Regions from separate parts of the Sus scrofa genome. Here region 1 is linked to region 2. Evidence: chromatin contacts called from public Hi-C data. All regions are on one chromosome and are shown on one strand. The core of a region is the stretch at or near the end of the contact, and the rest is flanking DNA. Distances in the headings are between cores, read along the strand shown.

Region 1 (2,774 bases), core at 91-2,590, 130 kb before region 2:
GGGGATAAAATCCTCATAAAACAAACTTTGATCAGTGGGAAGTAGAAGTCAGGATGGAACTAGCAAATTCCCTCTCCATTTTTCCCCTAGACTGTTCTGAGTCAGATTTTTTCCACATAATCTGTCCAGACATGTCTGCATGGCCAAGAGGGAACATCAGTCAAACTATTGCTTGTTATAGACTAATAGCCAGTGTGGTCAGTGAATTACCTTACATTTTCTTCCATCCTCCTGTCACTCAGTTTTTCCCTTCATTTTTGCTGCTCTCAGATTATAACTGCCAATAAAGTCTTGCTTCAGATTCATTTTTTTTTCTAGGGAACTCAGATTAACTCACTAACTGCGGGCAGGTAGATTGAGCTAGGTACTGAGTCCCTACCTTCTAGGAGTTTATAATTTAGACTAAGAGACAGATACATGAAGCATGAACTACAATACAAAGTTACACATGATGACAACTTAACACTCTCATCTTCAGATTCTCCAAAACATGGGTAGTTGTCTTTAGTACTGATTATCATCTTTCATGTGTGTGATAACTGAAACATCTCGATATACTTATAACATTGTAGATAGTCTGAAATGTATTCAAGCTCCTCACCTTATGTAGAGGCCAGCATTTCCCTTGGGCTTTCAATAAGACTTTCCGAATGTGTTTATGTTGCTCTAGGTATTTCACTTTAGAAAATGCACTGTTTTTCTTTAATAGTAGCATTTTATTATAGTTTTCTTTTCCTAAAGTCAAGTTACTGTCAGATTTTTTTTTGGCCTTCTCTCTCCAGTCAGATCATTCAATTCAGTGGTTTAATCCATTGATACTGTCTAGACTAATCTTTTGCCTGCTTTAAAAAATTAATTTAGCAGACTTTGTACTATAGGGTAAATGGGTATCTTGAACTTATATCTTAATATTTCTGAACATTATTGTCTCTAAGAGGAGACAAAAATGTGACTGACTTTAAAAATTGCCAGCAATTTGCTTTAGTGCCGGAAATTTGCTTTGACCAAAGATGGACAATAAAGCCCATGTGGTGTTGATCTCTTTGTTTGGGGAGGATGACTTTGGTGAGTTGTCTTGCTCATGTGGATATAAATTAAGTATATAAGTTAAATATTGTGGCTTACAAATTATTTCCAAACTTGCAGCAATAATACTAATTTATTGTTCCACAACATTTCTAAGGGTCAGGAATTGAGGAGCAGCTGAGCTGAGTGGTTCTGGCTTGGAATCTCTTGTGAGTTTGCAGTTAAAATGTTGGCCAGAGCTTCTGTCTTCAGAAGGCTTGATGAGGGCTGGAAGATCCTTGTCTAGGGTGGCTTACTCAGATGGCTGGCAGGTTAATTCTGTCTGTTGGCAGGAGACTTGAATTCCTCACCACTTGAATCTTTCTATAGGGCTGCTTTGAAGTCCCCAAGACAGAATGGCTGGTTTCCCCAGCATGAGTAATCCAAGAGAAAATGACGAAGAAGTGGCAGTGTTTTTTATTTAAAATAGACTTGAAAGTCACACACTGTCACTTCCATTGTATTCTGTTTGTCACAAGGACCAACCATGGTATATTGTGAGAAGCGACCACACAAAGGCGTGAATACCAGGATAAGAATGATTTGGAAGTCATCTTGGAGACTGACTACCACATTAACTAGTACTGTTTGTTGTCTTGAAAGCCTTATTATTTTTTTAATACTGTGGAGTAACCCAAATGCAAATATATCAGATTAAAATGAGGGATAGTTTTCTAAAATAATATTCTAAAAGGCTGACTTGACTAGGGATTTCCTGCAACTCTGTAGAGGTTAATTTGATGTCAAGTGATTTTTCTGTCTCCTTTGCTGGAGAACTCTCAAGAGAAAATGAGGACCAAAAAAGAGATGCTCTTTGGAAGGACTTACAAAGGTGGGCTAAAACCTTGTGTTCTTTTCAGTTGCAACCGTGGCAACTCAAAGTTCCTGTAACTCACCCTCCTGGCAAAGTTCCCTCCACAAATTTTTGTGATTATCCCAAAGGAGCCTGGCTTCACGTGTGCCCACAAACCGGCCCATCGGGAACATCAACAACACACTGCTTCATTCTCCCTTTTCCCTACCAGCTTCATGGAATCCCTGTCTGCAGCCTTCACTTTGGGACTCTGGCCCTAGGGCAGAGGAACCCTTTCCTCAACTTTTGCATCCGCTTCCTTGCCAGGGCCCTGGATGAAGCTGCATTGCCTGTACCTGGATTATTACTTTTTCATGAAAACAGGTCATTTTTGCCTCTGAGCAATTCTCTACCAAGAACACACGAGGACAAGCAGCAGTTTTATTTTTCAGAACACTTTTCATCTTGAACATAGCTAACCTTTCACCTTGACTTATATTTACAGGCTTCTACGTTCTTCTCATGTATTTATATGGTCTGCTGTGCTGGACCCTCCCCCTGCTGCCAAATGTCTTCTAAAACAGTCAGCTGTCGGAGTTAACAAAAATCTGTCAACACATGATGTGTGGCATTGTGCAGGGTTGTGATAAAAACTGATCTCAAGTACTAGAAATTCAAGCTGTCCTCTTCTGTTAAGCTTTAAACAAGTACTAATCATCTGTCCTGAGGTTGTTTGACTTGCCAGATCCTCTGCACATTGATCACTCTTGTGATACCCCACATATGGTACCATTTACAGCGGTCCCTTGCATACTGTCTAGATATTTTATGTTGAATTGCTAAGCAAGCTGAGCCTCGTGGCTTGGCTCCATCCATCAAGTCTTTTGGGGCAGTAACCCTCGTTGGCTATTTATGT
Region 2 (2,758 bases), core at 60-2,559:
AGATTTACCTCAAGAAGTTCATAGTGATTATAAAATATCATATTAACTCAAGAAAGCACTCTAATTTCCCATCTCTAATAAATGTCGTCAGGGTAGTAATTGTCCTAATTACTTAATTTCTGCCTGGTATTGACCGAAGTTAAGTTTTTGTTCTGAAACAAATATGTGTCCAGAACAGAAGTACTCAAATTAATTAGCTATTGTTAAGCAATTTTATCCTTGGCCTTAGAAATGATGCCACTAAGACAAAGTGATTCTTTAGCAAAAACAATGTCATTCTGCCCAGACTTTCATTTTAGGACAGAGTTTCTGCAGTGAATTAATGGTCTCTGGAAATGGTGCAGAGCTACAATAACAGCTTTCTGGTTTTGATTATAAGGCAGAATGATTTCTGGTTTTCTATAATATTTGCATTGTGAATGGGATTCCATTTTTTCTCATTTAGATGCAGTGATCAGGTGAGAGAAATCTGAGCCCATTCCATCAAAGCCCTGTATTTGACTGGAATACAAATCACTTGATTCTGGTTCCTTGAGAAATATAGCTTATTTTAAAACAGAAAGAGTATTCACAGCAATGCACAAATGAGAATTTGAGATGGTGTTCAAGAAACCATGCACATTTGAACTGCAGTCCTCATATATTGCTCTGGGTTTCACGGTAGCTAAGAGCATATCTCTTTACCAAAATGCTTTCATAACCCTTTTCCAGGACATTTAGTTTTGAAAATCAAGTGTATACAAATAAACACAATTTAAACGGAGGTGGAGTGGTGGGATGTTATCCCACCATTGCCATGTTCATGATTCTAAGGTGGCTAATTGAGAGAAGAGGTATCAAAACCCATTGATTTCAGCAGACAGATGTGTGAAGAGTGAGAAAAATGGAGTGGTGAATTCTAATCTCCCTTCAAACCTGGGAAAATTACTGAAGTGTCTTTCCTTTACTTAATTTTCACCCCCTGAAAGTGCAATGATGATGTGTGTACCTAATTTCAAAGCCAATCAACATTTCTGGAAAAGGCTTTTTCAGAGAGATGATCCTCCATGCTTAATGATCAAAAAAAAAAAAAAAAAAAAAAGAGCAAATGACTCAAGGCTGAACTGAACTAGGCTTTCTTCAAAGTAAAGTGAAACCTCTTATTTAATTATTATTGTTTGTACTTTCAGTCAATTAGTGCCTCTTCCAAGCCCCTGACATTTCCTATATAGAAAGGTTTTTTATGCCAGTTTGACTTCACATTGAACCACACTTATCCCTCTCCCATGTGACTGTCCTAAAAATATTTGAAACAGCTGTCCTGATGCCCTTAAGTAGCCTTCCCTCCAGGCTAAACAAGTCTGGTTCTTCATAGGCCATGGTTTTAAGTGCTCTTATTTCCTAGCAGGATAGGTTTAAGTTTATAAAGCCTTTTCTAATGGTAAGATATTGGGATCAGAATATGAGGCTCGATTGTGGTCTGTCCATGCGGAATCTGGCAAGAGTTGTTGTTTCACATATTTGGCCTGCCATGGCTCTTTAAAGACAGCTGAAGTTGAATCAGTTATTTTTGGAGGCCACATCATATCATTGGCTCACATTGAACTTGGAGTCAATTAAAACTACAAGTCTTTTTTACATAGGCTCCTGCTAAGCCACTGTGTGTGTGTGAGCACGTGTGCGTGTGTGTGTGTGTGTGTGTAGCTATATATAGTTATTATCTGTTGAGTGCTTATTATGGGCAAGGAAATGTGCTAAATGCTTTGCATCTTTTGCATCTCATTTAATCCTCACATCAATCCAGTGATGTAGTAAGTATCCTTAGTCCATACTGTGGGTTGGCTGAAGCTTATACGAGTAGAGACTTGCCTAAAGAGGTCTGACTCCAAAGCAGGTGCTCTTGAACTTGATATTCAGCCTTCTGTACTGGCATGATGTTTTTGTTGCTAACCTTAGAAGGAGAATGCAGAGGACCCAACAACAAAGAGCAGAGCCATTAAATATTAGTCAGGTTGGACCTGCCCTTCCTTTTAGTCTGCTGAGATCTTTTTGGATCCTGGTCTTGCCCCCAAATATAATAGCCATTCCCTTAAAGCTCTATGCCACCCATGGATTTTATCAGCTGCCATCACTACTCTCATTCAAGTCATTGCTTCAAAAATTAGAACCAGGCCAAGGACAGAGCTTCCAAAATATTGGCATTGAACATCACTCTGATCAAATTATAAATTCATGTACTGTGATTGAATTCACATTTCCCCTCTCATCCATCATGAAGACCTGTCACATCCTTTGCTAAAATTCAAGTGCAGAATTTCTAAACCATGATTCTAAGGAGTCTAGCATTACTGCTACAGAGAGCAAGAAGGAGTGGTATGGCAAGATTTGTTCATTGTCAATCTGTGTTTTTTTTTTTTTTTTTTTTTTTTTTTTTTTTTTTTGGTCTCTTTGCCTTTTCTAGGGCTGCTCCTGCAGCATATGGAGGTTCCCAGGCTAGGGGGTCTAATCGGAGCTGTAGCCACCAGCCTATGCCAGAGCCACAGCAACGCAGGATCCGAGCCGAGTCTACAGCCTACACCACAGCTCACGGCAACGCCGGATCCTTAACCCACTGAGCAAGGCCAGGGATCGAACCCACAACCTCATGGTTCCTAGTCGGATTCGTTAACCACTGCGCCACGACGGGAGCTCCAATCTGTGTTATTTTAACTGATCATCATTTCGTGTGCTAAGTAAGGAAGCATGGTCCAGTCCTAACTCCCTATTCTAGACTCTGGTC

What was found. A called contact is a pair of places that touch in the nucleus more often than the background predicts.
Region 1: a Hi-C map of skeletal muscle shows a contact between it and region 2, with 3 times the contacts expected there. The contact joins two enhancer-like sites. A contact is called at or near these places in 1 of 47 Hi-C or Micro-C datasets (skeletal muscle) and 1 of 2 datasets of contacts at active chromatin or transcription factors (skeletal muscle).

The regions. Positions count from the first base shown.
Region 1 is chr16:49,009,302-49,012,075 of Sscrofa11.1, reverse strand. All of the region lies in intron 2 of ZNF366 (zinc finger protein 366), which reads left to right. Among named protein-coding and RNA genes, the nearest start is that of TNPO1, 38 kb to the left of the region's middle. Within about 2 kb of position 1,340, at least 3 of the 83 cell types and tissues checked have an H3K27ac peak or open chromatin away from gene starts, as enhancers often do. A contact at or near this core is called in skeletal muscle, where this site is marked.
Region 2 is chr16:48,880,517-48,883,274 of Sscrofa11.1, reverse strand. The region is part of intron 2 of ZNF366 (zinc finger protein 366); the gene reads left to right. Among named protein-coding and RNA genes, the nearest start is that of TNPO1, 170 kb to the left of the region's middle. Within about 2 kb of position 1,309, at least 5 of the 83 cell types and tissues checked have an H3K27ac peak or open chromatin away from gene starts, as enhancers often do. A contact at or near this core is called in skeletal muscle, where this site is marked.